5 separate regions of the Sus scrofa genome follow, and all the other regions are linked to region 3. A link is a contact called in public Hi-C, HiChIP or PLAC-seq and promoter capture Hi-C data. All regions are on one chromosome and are shown on one strand. The core of a region is the stretch at or near the end of the contact, and the rest is flanking DNA. Distances in the headings are between cores, read along the strand shown. Region 1 holds the start of HBS1L (HBS1-like protein). Region 2 holds the start of ALDH8A1 (aldehyde dehydrogenase family 8 member A1). Region 3 holds the start of TBPL1 (TATA box-binding protein-like protein 1). Region 4 overlaps ALDH8A1 (aldehyde dehydrogenase family 8 member A1). Region 5 holds the start of RPS12 (ribosomal protein S12).

Region 1 (2,700 bases), core at 196-2,695, 970 kb after region 3:
GAGGAAATGATAAATATCTATTAAAGAAATGAATAAGTAATAATGGGGCCAATTCATGTCTTTTACAACATACTTGCAAAAATATCTCCCAGGCTAAAATCTTTTCTCAGGTAACAATGGTTCACACGCAATACTTAACATCCACTGAACACCAGGAAACTAACATGTGCCAGGCTGACTGGATCAATGTATCCAAATGTAGCACAGGGTGTTAGCTGCCTCTCACTATGATTAGTGCACTCTGATGTTCTAGAATAATCTGCTACTAGTATCAGTAACAACCATTAGTATATACTAAACACATTTTATGCTCTGCACTTTACAAAGTGATAGGTATTTCTTTTGTATTCAATCCATATGTTTACAGTTTGTATGATGCTTGGTGATGCTTATAGTTATCCACTGCAGAGAAGTTGTGCTTGTCCCAAACGAATTCTCTTTTTAAACTCCTAGACAACCTTCACATTTTTTTTCTTTTGTTTCACCTTTAAAATCATTAAGTTCTTTTCGAGGCCCCCTTTCTTTTAGTACTGCTTACTGTTTTTTTTCCCCAAAAAATATATGTTGAGCATGACCAATCAAGAACTAAGTACACACCTCAACATCATCCGATCAACTTACTCTTTGGGCCTTTTTAATATGTGTTTTCAACCATCTCCTAAGTTTCCAATTTAATTTGAAAAGCATAGAAAATAAGCTAATCTGCTAACTCAAGCCAGGTTTTGCACTAAATATCTATAAACAAACACACAAGATTTATCACGTAAATCTAACAGTTACAGCTGAACGGTTGAATGTAAGCATTAAGTCAATCCATGTTCTACAAATAAGAATGTTTCACGGGCATTATTGAAAGGAGAGAGGGGAAGAGGAGCCTGAGGTAGTAAAGTGTGTAGCCGACCTGGGAGGAAACAATGGGAGAGGTGATCATGCTTACGTGCCTTAAGTATCACCACAACCTCATCGAATGTCCTTCCCATATGACGCCCTGCAGCACCTCCCCCGCCTTACATAAAAATCAATCCCGAAGGGCAAAAACCACGACATAAAACTATGCCATCTGCTGACACTCAAACGTCCAGTTATTGTCCACAAATTAGCCCCCTCTGAACCCCAGCCTGGTTCCAATAACGAGAAACAAACATACCAAGTAGGTGCCAACCCGCTGCGATCCCAGCTGGAACGGTTAAAGTGCCATCCCGGCATGACCTCGACACCTACCTTCATCGTAGTTATAGCCTCGGACATTCCGATGCCGGGCCATGACGGCAGAGAGGGCGTTTGCCACAGCCCCTTACAAAATACCCGCTCAGAGAGCGACAAGGCGCAGACTGCGGCCTGGAGAACACCTATACGCCATCTTGGCTTCCGGCCGGCCTCAGCGCTGAGCGTCTGCGCACGCGCAACGTCTTATCCGCGTACGGCAACCTCTCAGGGTCATGGCCGCCCTGAGGACGCATGCGCATTCATGCTTGTCCGGGGAGGTGGGCGTGACGCGTTTAGACTGCCCCACCCCCAGATAGGTTGGCCGGCGGGGCTCTTGAAAGAGCGGAATCTCACCTATAATTCGTTGGGTTAGAGCAAATGGTATGGGTGGAGGTTGTTTGAGGTAAGCCAGCTTTCCAGGTTATTTTCTAAATTTAATTTATGATAATCTAGTGAACAAGTTGCTCAGTAAGAGCTGGAACCTTGCCTTACCCAACTTCCATCTTTGGAGCCTACTTAGGCTCTAATGCACATTAACATATATTTATTTGGTATAAGTGATGCCAGAAATATGTTATCAGAATCCGCGTTCTTGTTCACGCAGTTCAAGAATGCACAGGCCACAGGCAAGCAAAGTTTTTATTACGGGAAAGCAAATCGCTCCCAGGACTGCTGGGACAGGAGGGGGGGTGGCTAAAAAGCCCCCTTTCTCTATTGTCCTATAGGGGTTTTTTATCCCTTAAAGGTGGGGGGTACCAACGTGGGGTCTGGAAAGTTGGGGTTTTTAATCCCATTGGCCTTGCTCAATTACCTTTTATCAGTCCTGATCCAGTAGGAGTTTTAGGGATGGAAATGTCCTGTAGGTCTCACGGTTTCTTTGCCCTTTTCTTCCTGTAAACTGAGTCACAAGGGATTAGCAGTTAATGTCCATCTGGATATAGGTACACTCCCTACAGTAAACAAGGCCTGTGGGGATGTTACACTCTGGAGCCCCTAAGCCACAAATGTTAATCAATAGCCTCAGCAATGAATGCACTGAAGCCCTTGCTCCTACACTGACTACCTGAGTTAGTATTCTGCCTCATAAGGATTAGTCTAAGCTTAGAGGGGGGGAAAAAGACTCTTTTAAAACAAGTATGTATGATTTAATTAAGATCCTGGCTATTATAGGAACCATGCATTTGTGTGTGTGATTCACGGTTTCCTATTCTATGCTCCACCCTGTATTAATACTACTAATAAACAACTGTCTGCCCTTAGCCTTGTAAATGGCATCATAAAGATGGCTTCGTTGAGCATTCATTGAACACAGTACCACGCTGAGTATTAAATATATCTTGTTTGACATAGCACTGGCCTTAAGTGGTGATGAGCATTAATGAATAAATCTATAAATGAAACTGACAGCACTAAGGGCCTGAACCTAGCCAGAACACAGATTGGGACTTGAACCCATGTGCCAGGACTCCAGCCCAGCCTAAACCTGGACTGGGA
Region 2 (2,700 bases), core at 16-2,515, 880 kb after region 3:
ACACAAAGCTCCGTGTCCCACATCTATCCCAGGTCACTTGAAGCAAACAAAATTGTGGGTTACAGTTTAACCAACAAATTAGCCAATATTTGCAAACTTTAATCCACAAGTCTAAAGGTTTTTTTAATGCAAGACAGATTTAAAATATTATTAACAATAGATAAATAATGCTTAGTTCTTTAAAAATTGCATATAGTACTTATTTATATATACAAAGGCTACAATTACCTTTATCTCTTAAAATCAGTTCAAATCCTTTAGGCTTTAGATGAGTGTACCTATATCAGCCACATTTTTACCCAGATATATTTACATTCTCAATAGTTATATAGTTATGTAGTTTTGATAGTTATATATTTGATAACTCTCAATAGTTACATATTTAGTTGAGTTTTGATAGTTAGATATTTGATAATTATCTAATATATCTCAAATATTTTACAAAATTCCTCAACAACATTCATTCTACATTATTGACAAAAAGTTTAATAGGTGTGCCGTTAAGTTCTTTGAGTAAGAAAAATAGTGGCAGTGTTAAATTTAACTCCAAAAATATATGGGAATTTGATTCTGCATGTCATCATTCAAATGATTGATTTTCCCTACTAGAAAATTTTGAAGACATGAAGAATTATTAGAGGATAATCTAAAATAAATCCCTGAGTTTTAAAGTTCTGTCTATTTTCATGAAATAACACGATGTTTTTGAAACCCATGAATAGAATGGCAAGTTTAGGCAACACTTAGTAGAGAAAAGAGAGAGCTTGATAATACTGATGACTCTTACAAATAATACATTTTACTAGCCCACCTTTAAGGCGTGTCTGAGAAATGTGGCTGCATGTTAGGCTACCCAGATTAGGATCTGCTTCTGCATATAGGAACCTGAGGTTTGTTCCGTGTATTATACATACTCAGTTACGAATAAGCCTTCTCAGAACTAAAATCTCCAGCTCATTTTTACCACTCCTACCTCTTTTCTCAATCCCCTCTGCTCCTGGAAAATTCAGTCACCAACTGGCTAAGCGCATTCATCTTCTCTGCGCTGATATACTCACCTCCTCTTTCCCACTGTTTGGTACCCGGCAGTACACGTCCCCTGTGGAGGGGTCATAGGAATCCAGATAGGAGTTACAAGGTAAAAATTTCCCATCTATGAAGTTTTCCAGCATCCAGGGTGCCCTCGTTCCAGCCATAGTTAAAGGACCCGCCTGCCTCTCCCCTCGGCGTTGTCCCTGCCACCTTTCCCACCCCCGGCTTAGTCTCCTCCTCGCTCCCAGCCCCCGTGCCCCTCATTTGCCAACCAGTGAAAGTGGGAGGAGACCTGACATTCTCCGAGAGCATTTCAGTCTTGTTTGTTTGTTTGTTTTTGTTTTTTGTCTTTTTGCTTTTTGGGCCGGAACCCCCTGGCATATGGAAGGCTAGGGGGTGAATGGGAGCTAGAGCTGCTGGCCTACACCACAGCCAGGGCAACGCAGGATCCGAGCCGCATCTGTGATCTACACCACAGCTCATGGCAACGCTGGATCCTTAACCCATTTCAGTCTTCAAGCTCTGAATGAAGAAAGTTCTCAAGTATTTCCCAGTCATTCAGTACATTATGAGAAATGGATAAAAACATGCTAAACTAGGAGTTTCCATTGTGGCTCAGCAGTAATGAACCCAACTAGTATCCATGAGGATGTGGGTTCAATCCCTGGCCCCACTCTGTGGGTTAAGTATCTGACACTGGTGTGAGCTGCAGTGTAGGTCACAGACGAGGCTCGGGTCTAACATTGCTGTGGCTGTGGTGTAGGCCAGCAGCTACAGCTCCAATTCAACCCCTATTCTGGGAATCTCCATATGCCACACATGCGGCCCTAAAAAGAAAAAGAGAGAGAGACAGAGAGAAAAAGCATGTTAAACTAACATCAGCTTATGCGACCCTTTAAAATGGTCAAAAGGCAAGTTCCCTGGTGGCTTAGTGGATAGGATCCAGTGCTTTCACTGCTGTGGCCTGAGTTCAATCCCTGGTCTGAGAACTGAGACCCCACATCAAGCTGCTGCACGCCATGGCCAAAAAAATAAAAAATAAATAAAATGGTCAAAAGGCATCTGTGTATATCATTTTATTGAAACTATTCATTGTTCAAACACTGATTAAGTGCCAGGCCCTGAGGCAGGTCCTTTATATGAATTTACTCATTTATTCTGCACAACAATCCCATAGAAAGTAATGTCATTACTTCCCTTTTGTAGGAAAAAAAAAAAAAAAAAAAAAAAAAACTAGCCTCAGAGTGGTGAAATTTGTCCAAACATGCATAGTTGGTAAGGATGAACCTTAATCCTTTGGTCTCCAAATCATGTGCTTTTCCCTCAATGCATCACTGCCTTTAGCCCAGAGGTAGCTAAAGGCAGACTCTCACTCCACCGCTCACCAGCTGCTCTCTTCCTGGGCCTCCTTGCCCCTGAACCACCTCTCCATCTAGAAACCAGGGCTGCCGCCGCCACATCTTCCCAGATACGCCACGAAGATGAAGAAACCGGCCCAAACTATATATGACGCGTATAATACACCCAGGATTCATGGCCATGATGTAGGTAAGAATTTCTAAAAATTCAACAGGAAAGATAAGCAAAGGATATAAAAAAGTAATTCACAGCAAAGGGAACACAGTGACTAATGAGACTATGAAAGGGACCCCGCCTCGCTGTGAATCA
Region 3 (2,700 bases), core at 165-2,664:
TGAAAGAAAATGGAAATTCCGTAACTCTACAGTGCTTTTAAAAGCTCAGATATTTACTGAACACTGAGTGGGAAGCAAAAGAGCTAAAGTTATCCTTGAAGATCATATAAGTAGACCTTAGGTAGATCTTTTGGTTAAGTGAAATAACAAATTGTTGTCTACTCCCAAATCCCCCAGAAATCGACCCAGGTCTTCTCTTTCAAAAGGGCTGTGGTGTTACCATTTTTCACGCTCAATTCAGATTCACACCAAACAGAGACCAGGTACACCTGAGCCCGCTTCACGGCCTTTTATAAAATCAGAACTGCCCATTAGTCTCATCTAGGGCCAGAGGCTTCTTCTGACTGCAGGCCAGCTATGGAGCATAGGCCTGCGCCGGCCTAGGAAGGCAGCTGCGGGGGCTCGGGGTTCCAAGCTGCCTGGAGCTCCGGGGGCCGTTACTTCGGTCTCGCTCCCGCAGGCAGTGCCTTTCAAGTCACCCCCCGAAGGGCCCCGAGGGCCCCAGCTTGGCGGTTCAAACTAGCGACTGCACGCCCCTCGGGGTTCGCCCGGATCATTCCAAGGCTACTTCGGCGCAGAGCCGAGAAGGGTCTCACTCCCAGGCGGCCAGCTTCCTCGTGAGCCGAGCCGCCGCGACTCCTGCGCAGCATCTCAGTCCCAGCCTGCAGCTGCCCTCTGCCACCTCCCATCCTTCTTGGATCCGGCTACGGGTAAAAGCCTCTGAAGTGCCTCCCCGCTCCCAAGGCAGAGTCTTGACTGCAAAGCCCGAGTAAGGAATATCATAGGGACAGGCGACAGAAGTGTGACCTAAACTCCCTGCGTTATCTATCTATCTATATCCATCCATTCTATCAGTCCATCCGTATATCCACCCTTTCACATCCCAACGCTAAGATTATAATTCCGTAATGAGAGCGTGATCGCGGTGCCGGAAACGCGTTTAACTGAAAAAGCTAAGTAGGACCCTTTTCAGATAAGACAGTATCTTTGCTAGAAATAATAAGACAGATTTAGTTGCTAAGGTCTAGCTTCGCTAACAATGTTGAACGGTGGACCTTTTCTAGAAATTGAATGAGCTAACGAGAAAGTTCTAAGGTTTTGGCCAAAAAAAAAAAAATCGTTCATATTACACTGTACGCCAGAAATCACGTACTCATGTTTACCTACCAGCTAAAAATGTACAAGGGATACATAGTTCTTCGGAAATCTTTTAAGCAGTTCTCAAGCAAAAAAAGAAAAAGTCTAGCCTAATCACACCTTCCCCCTCATTACCCTACTTCGCCAAGCTCGTAGGCAGGCGGAGTCAGATCTGGGCACCAGGAAGGAGGAAGGGAAAGTGGGGGAAGGGGCGGGGGGGAAAGTGCTGGGAGCAGTGAAAGCCGGAAGTGAGCGGCTAGCGAGGCATCTAGGGGCGCCCTGTCCGGCGGCGCTCTAGCCTCCGCGCGGTGTCTCTATGCTCCCCCGCGTCTAGTCTATTTATTGTCGCGGGGAAGCGGCGGCCGCCCCGTACCCGGAACAACAAAGCGAGAAAGACGGAGCCCGAGCCTTGGGGGCTCCTAGCAACGGGCCGGGGCGGGAGTTCCATGGAGACTGGGGAGCGCGCCCGCCTCATCATCATCCTTGTCCTCCAGCTTATCCTTCGCGTCCGCCGAAACCGGCAGCAGCGCTGCCGCCGCGTCCTCTGCCGCCGCCCGCTCTTCCCACGGTAACCCAGTCGGCGACTCTGGGCGGGGGGAGCGCGGGCGACCGGGCGGCCTGAGTGCCGGTTGCGGGGCGGGTGTGTGCGGAACCGGAGGCAGTGCTGCGGGTGGGGTGTGCGGGGGCGGATGCCTGGAGGAGAGGAGCTCAGATGCGGGAAATCAGTCTGGGGTACGAGGGAGGCTCCAGTACTTAGGAAGACAGGGTGATATTTGGGGATCTCATCAGGGATAACGGGGTGGGGGTGGGGCGTCACTGCCTAGGAGCGTTATCCAGCGGAGTAGAGGATAAGAAAAGAGGGGTTTTGTTTTTCCTCTTAAGCCACCACTGGGAAAGATAGGAGAAGGGAGATTCCCCATCTGTGGAGCCCTCACCCAGGAGCACAGAAATCGGGCAAAGATGCTAGGGGTCCGTTGCTTCCCAGAAAACTTCCAGCGGCCTCTCCCGCGGCGGGAAGGCTCCCAAATTACATCTTTGTCGGTTCCTGGTTTTGGCAATGCAACAGCCCCGTTTAATTTTATTATTATTGTTATTATTAGTGGTAGTATTAACCAAAATTAGGCTTGATGAAGAAGGATCCGGAACTGAGCAAGGTAAAATGAAGAGTAGGTAGGGCTAAGCAGGGTTGAGAGTCGGGATTTAGCGCATAATGATTGCCAGTAAGAGCCCTAAAGTAAATTTAATTGGGAATGATGGTTTTTAAACTCCTTCTGCCGCGATGTGCATCTGCGGGCGCTGCCAGTGTTCTCGTTGCAATAGGATTCAGGCTGCAGCCAATCCACATCTGTGAGCTCTCTGACTGCATCTGTCACCTGCAGTTCCAAAGCAACACTGGCAGTTAACCAGCGTGGGCTTGTGTATATAGGGTTAAGAACAGTGCTTTAAAATTGGCTCAAGGAAAGAAAAGGAAACAAGCTTGGTGTGATTTTTTGTGTGAAGAAACAATGACAGATTCCCTGGGGAAATTGAAAAAGAGAAATATGAGAAGGTTCAGCTATTCTA
Region 4 (2,700 bases), core at 55-2,554, 850 kb after region 3:
GTTCCTGGCCCAGGGATCAGATCCCCGCGGCACCTGCAATCTATACCACAGCTGCAGCACCAGATCCTCTACCCACTGTGCCTAGCCGGGGATCAAACCTAGGTCCCAGTGTTCCAGAAACGCCAACGATCCCCTTGCACCATAGCAGGAATTCTCTTTGCTCAACTTTAAACGTCAGGGAAATAGCTCAAAATTCTCTTGAAGAGATAAATAGGCTGATCTTCAAGTTTTTAACTATCTTGATGATTCTTCCATGCTTTGTTCCCAGGGATGTCTCAGGAAAATCGGATTTCTACTATTTAGAAATTCGTGCGCCTTTGCTGCCTGTTTCCCAGGGGCGGATCTTGTGATCTGATACGTGGACCCCTTGATGAGATACTGCGGGGAGAGCATTTGATGCCCGAAGGAATCCGCTCCCACGCAGGCAGCCGGCACCTGGTGCAGCGGCCAGGCAGCTCTCGTCATCACAGAAATTATACAATATCACGGAGTGCTCCCCACCCCCACCCCTGAGCATGATGATCGCCCCTGATAGGGGCACCTCCTGTGCTTGGAGTCTTCCAGAAAGGCGTTCCCACTCTCCCCCACCATTCACTGCTTCTGAGATTGAAACATTTGCATGGAGTACTCCTTTTACATAAAAACTCAAACTGTAATTAACAACTCCCCCCACTCCCATATCTTATCCTCAGTGAAGACAAGGGCCAGCTGCTTACTATCTGTGGGAGGGAATTCCAAAATACTTACCAGAATTTGCAATTATTTCCATTGTCCTGAGAATACCCTACCTCTTTGATACTTGTATATTTCTGTTGGTCCAGATCTGCCTCTACTTTTTGCTATGAGATCTTGGCAAGACAGTTAATCCCTGTGTGCTTCATTTGTCCACCTGGGAGTGGGAGAAAACTGTACAGGGCGACCTCAAGATCCCTGGCAACTCTACCTTGTTATGATTCAATGATTCCAACAGTTCTTACTCTTCCAAGGAGTATTTGGAGTATTCACTGTTTTGTTGGAAATCGTTGAGTCACACTGGAATGACAATTATATGAGATTGGAGTACAATGCTATCTCCTGAAATAAGACTGGACTGAGGAATGTGGATGAGGAACGCAATGAGGTGTGGGAGGGAAAGCTTAATCAGAGCACGGAGATGGCATATCCTGGGCCAACAGATGAGATTAGGCAAATGCCAGACCCTTGATAAATGGCCAGCTGCAATCAGAAACATGACTCTTCCCAGAAGAGCTACCTAGCATTCATTTGGCAGAAGTCTCAGCGTAGTGACGCCGATGCTTTGCACGGGCTGGATGAGTCAGCCGCTGGGGCGCTGACAAGCGGGGCGTAGAGATTGACAACGTGGATGCCTGGGGCTGTTAGACTAATAAAAAACAGGACACATTCCAGAAGTCTTACTTTAGACACCCATGAACAAAATGTCTTCCTTAAAGTACAGCCTGAAACCTTCATCTGCAGCGTCTGAAGTGAGGGACTCACCCCTGGGACATCTTAGAGGTAGATCCACCCACCATTAATGGGGGGGTCATAGGAAACTGTAGGCAACGCCAAGCAAAGATCCCAGGAGTGGCCAGGAGAGAAGGAATCCAAAGCAAAGGACCACAGGCTCTGGAGATCTCTTTAAAAAGTCTAGGCTCAGGCTTAGGGGGACATCCCATGAGGATGGCAAGCCTCTCACCCTCCCCACGTGGGAAGAAGGGAAAGAAGAGGTGAAGTAGGGGAAGGTTTTCTCCTGGGTCAACCTCTCCAGAAACTACTGAGCAAACTAGCAGGACCCAGGGCCCTGGAGGACATCTTCCATGGGTAATTTAGTAAAGTGTCCAAAACACTTTGACTTTACAAACTGAAAGCCAGTAGCAGATATTCAAATATTCAACGCATATAAATATTAATTGCAGCATCAAGTAGTACGTAAGGCCCATTACGATAAAAATGTGAGAGTTCCCTGGTGGCGCAGCGGGTTAAAGATCTAATGTTTCTGCTGTGGGGAGGGTTCAATCCCTGGTCCAGGAACTTTCACACGCTGAGCCTTCAACCAAAAAGGGAAAATAAAAAATTTTAAAAGATAGTAATTTAATTTTATGCTGCCAAAAATAGCCCTCCAAAAAAAATGATGGAAAAAATGATTCTTTTTACTTATACCCCTTTATTTTCCCAAGTCATGTTACATTTCAATTCGCTTCATCTTATCGTGACTTCTGAATAGTGTTTTGTTTCCTTTACTCTAAAATACATTTTTACATATCTAAGATCGTCCAGATTATAAAACATCTTTTTTTTGGCAGTGCCCAAGGCATGCAGAAGTTTTCCAGGCACCAGTGATCAAACCAGTACCACAGCAACAACCCAAGCCACTGCAGTGACAACACCCGGAACCTTAACCCACTGAGCCACACAGGAACTCTTAAACATATTTTTTAATCAGCATTCTTCAATCACTACCTATTGTCCACTGTGCTCTAAATTGGGCCAGTTCCTTTCTAGGCCTGATTTACAGCTAACAGTTTAAGACCCTTTTTCATCTTATTTCCGAGGCAGTTCATTGGATTCAGTTTTCCTTTTCCTGCACGCCACTCCCAAGTTATTCCAGGAAGAGTAAATAGGAGAAATTTTCTGAGTCATTGGGTATCTTATTTTGTCTTAATTCTTGAATAACAGTTAGCTTGCTATAAAATTTAGGTT
Region 5 (2,700 bases), core at 120-2,619, 990 kb before region 3:
AAACATTAGAGCAGCAAGAATAAGTATTTTCATCGTTATAAACTCTGCAGGGCTTTTTTTTAAAGCAAAAAAAAAAAAAAAAACGCTCAATAATTAAATGAATAAGCAAAGTGAACTATTTTTTTAGGATGACTTATGGATGGAAAGAAGCTGGTTCAACACTTAAAAATGAACACTTGAAAGCTAAAAATGAACTGTATCAACTTATTAAAATTCCAGTATATCATTATTCTGGCTAACTCTCCCTCACACTCTTATTATGTGACTTATTTTTGTTATCTTCACAGTACTCAAGTTACCTGTCTCTGTTCACTGTATGCATAGTGCTGGCACCTATCAAATGCCTAATAATTGCTAACTAGTTTGGCACTTGTCAGGAGAATAAGTTTAAACAGGAGAAAAAGGACTGTGCCAATTACATTTGGCTGTATTTCAGATATTTGCGTTGGTGGGGAATGGCCCACCAATGTAACATTCAAAATGTTGCTTCCCGAAAAGTCAGAGTTAAAACTGGATTCCACTCCTAATTTCGCCAGTCCGGAAAGGCGAAATGAATGCCAGATTTCTCAAAGACCACGATTTCATCTCTATATTCCCAGACCCTGTCTCTACGTCTGCTACATTGTAGGTGTTTCAAATGCACCTGCTGAATCCCGATTTGGGCGGGAATACGAATTCAGGGGACAATTTAGTGTTTTTTATTTTTATTTTCAAACCCCAAACTTCGTTTAGAACCAACTGCGTTAGAAAACCATTACCAAATACCTGGCTGGCCAGACGTTCCAGTTAACAGCCGGCGGGAAAGTGGAATTTTCGATTTGCTTAGAAGTAACGAAAACGTGTTGACTTTCGTTTTATGAAAACGCACGGGCGCGCGCAGATCACCCAAAGAATGATAAATTCACCAGCATTCAGAGTGACTTAAAGAGCGAAGTGAGAGAGTGTGCTGCTCAGGGAAGGCCCATTAGTGGAGTCGAAATTACAACCACGGTGTCTTAAGCGTTAAAACTGGGGCTGCGATTGCTCCAGGACTCGGGGCCTTGCAAGACCACATTGGCAGGAGGGCTTGGCCCTTCTCGCGCACCGTAGGACGAGCTCTCTGGGCCTCCGTAGGCCCCACCCTCGGCGTGGAAAAACTTTGGGAAGCTGCCCGCGTTAGTGCCTGCTGCGTGGGCCTAAGACCGGCCGAGCAGAGTCAGAAGACTAGTAGGACCCCTGCCACAGAACCGCTTCAATCCGGAAACAGAAATTCTCGAGGCCCGGCACTGCTAAAGCCAGCTCTTCCCTGGGAGGGAGTGCACATGCGCATAGGGGTCCTGGGAAACCCTTAAATACCGTCATGCGGGAGCCTACATTCTCTTTCCCTGCCGCCGCCGAGTCGCGCGGAGGCGGAGGCTCGGGGTGAGTAGAGCAAGGCGAGAGTGGTGTTTGCGGAGTGTGGCTCAGTGTTTTTCAGATGAGATTGGCGATAAGTGTTTAGGTCTAAACCCAGTTTGTTAACCAGGATTTTCTTTTCTTTTTTTTTTCCTATTGCAGTGTGCTCAAGATTCGGTTCCACCCGTAACCCACCGCCATGGCCGAGGAAGGGTGAGCTCAGGGTTGGGGTGGCGAAACGGGCGAGGCGCGGGCCGCGAGCCCGCAGCGTGGGTTCTGGGTTTGCTGTGGCGCTCTACGCGGCTATGATCTAATCTCGCCAACGACTGTTTTGTCCAAAGCATTAGATGGTGTGCGGAGGTTTTTTGATTTTTTTTCTTTTTTTTAACTCTTCCGTGTTAGCATTGCTGCTGGAGGTGTAATGGACGTTAATACTGCTCTACAAGAGGTGCTGAAGACCGCCCTCATCCATGATGGCCTAGCACGTGGAATTCGCGAAGCTGCCAAAGCCTTAGACAAGTACGTGTATCAGTCTCAATACTGTGGGGTGTTGGATCTGGAACAAAACTGCAGCCAAGGGAAGAGAGCGTGAAGTTCATGCTGTTAGCACAAAAGTTGTGAATGGCATCCGTTCTACAGGAAACCTAGGAAAAGGTATAAACTTAGATCTTTTAACGGCCCACTTAAAAGGGTGTAGGTTTGGAGTGGGGGTGCGCCCTTGCTTCTTAAAATGGAACTACAGCGTTTGAGTGATGACTTAAATTGTCGGATACCCCTTCACTCTTTCCATGAGTGAAATCTAATAGTCTGACAAACCTGTAGGTTGTGGGGCTATTAATGCACTGTTAACTAGGGAATCCATAAGAACCTTCATTAATACATGTAGATTTTGAACTATTAACATGGCAGAAGTACCTGGATTTTTAGGTGAACTCAATAAGTGTTTTAGCTGTAGAGGTCATTGTGAGTGTGGGACATTTATAAATTGGTTAGGTTTTTGGAGTGGTTACATTGGCAAAGCAACTATTTAATTGAGGTGAATTTAAATGATCTTTAAGGGTACTAAGATGTGTGAGTTTCTGTTCTGTTAATTGTAGTACACTGGCCAGTTGAGTCCAGTGGAAATAGCATTCCTTGTTGGAAATACCTGGTATGGATTTCCTGCACTATTTGTACCTTGACAATACTGAGCAGTGTTACTGTCTGGGTTAGTAATGGGTAACTAATGAGTAAGTTAGTTTTTACATACAAACTTTATATTATTAATTACTGAATCAGAAATGTTTCAGTGGAGGAAGTGAATGTTTTGTGGCAGCTACATCAGCT

The links. Promoter capture Hi-C pulls out the DNA fragments that hold promoters and counts their contacts. A called contact is a pair of places that touch in the nucleus more often than the background predicts. HiChIP or PLAC-seq counts read pairs in DNA pulled down with a chosen protein or histone mark.
Region 1: a contact with region 3 is called in a promoter capture Hi-C map of liver, with 10 times the contacts expected there. The contact joins the promoter of HBS1L here to the promoter of TBPL1 in region 3. A contact is called at or near these places in 1 of 5 promoter capture datasets (liver), 2 of 47 Hi-C or Micro-C datasets (heart right ventricle and liver) and 2 of 2 datasets of contacts at active chromatin or transcription factors (alveolar macrophages and skeletal muscle).
Region 2: a Hi-C map of liver shows a contact between it and region 3, with 8 times the contacts expected there. The contact joins the promoter of ALDH8A1 here to the promoter of TBPL1 in region 3. A contact is called at or near these places in 4 of 47 Hi-C or Micro-C datasets (embryonic fibroblasts, fetal skeletal muscle, liver and 1 more) and 1 of 2 datasets of contacts at active chromatin or transcription factors (alveolar macrophages).
Region 4: a contact with region 3 is called in a Hi-C map of adipocytes, with 3 times the contacts expected there. The contact joins the enhancer-like site here to the promoter of TBPL1 in region 3. A contact is called at or near these places in 3 of 47 Hi-C or Micro-C datasets (adipocytes, embryonic fibroblasts and psoas muscle) and 2 of 2 datasets of contacts at active chromatin or transcription factors (alveolar macrophages and skeletal muscle).
Region 5: an H3K27ac HiChIP or PLAC-seq map of alveolar macrophages shows a contact between it and region 3. The contact joins the promoter of RPS12 here to the promoter of TBPL1 in region 3. A contact is called at or near these places in 12 of 47 Hi-C or Micro-C datasets (brain, embryonic fibroblasts, fetal skeletal muscle and 7 more) and 2 of 2 datasets of contacts at active chromatin or transcription factors (alveolar macrophages and skeletal muscle).

Annotation. Positions count from the first base shown.
Region 1 is chr1:28,967,523-28,970,222 of Sscrofa11.1, reverse strand. HBS1L (HBS1-like protein) reads right to left here and starts at 1,445. Exons shown (of 18, transcript XM_021087600.1): 1 at 1,222-1,445. The coding sequence starts at 1,264.
Region 2 is chr1:29,059,247-29,061,946 of Sscrofa11.1, reverse strand. ALDH8A1 (aldehyde dehydrogenase family 8 member A1) reads right to left here and starts at 1,265. Exons shown (of 7, transcript XM_021087621.1): 1 at 1,059-1,265. The coding sequence starts at 1,196.
Region 3 is chr1:29,935,487-29,938,186 of Sscrofa11.1, reverse strand. TBPL1 (TATA box-binding protein-like protein 1) reads left to right here and starts at 1,414. Exons shown (of 7, transcript XM_003121192.5): 1 at 1,414-1,705.
Region 4 is chr1:29,083,260-29,085,959 of Sscrofa11.1, reverse strand. It overlaps ALDH8A1 (aldehyde dehydrogenase family 8 member A1), which reads right to left. Exons shown (of 7, transcript XM_021087621.1): 7 at 2,145-2,700. Among named protein-coding and RNA genes, the nearest start is that of ALDH8A1, 24 kb to the right of the region's middle. Within about 2 kb of position 1,304, at least 18 of the 83 cell types and tissues checked have an H3K27ac peak or open chromatin away from gene starts, as enhancers often do. A contact at or near this core is called in embryonic fibroblasts, where this site is marked.
Region 5 is chr1:30,922,061-30,924,760 of Sscrofa11.1, reverse strand. RPS12 (ribosomal protein S12) reads left to right here and starts at 1,369. Exons shown (of 6, transcript NM_214363.1): 1 at 1,369-1,401; 2 at 1,537-1,587; 3 at 1,777-1,893. The coding sequence starts at 1,574. SLC18B1 (MFS-type transporter SLC18B1) reads right to left here and starts at 1,044. Exons shown (of 15, transcript XM_013988257.2): 1 at 766-1,044.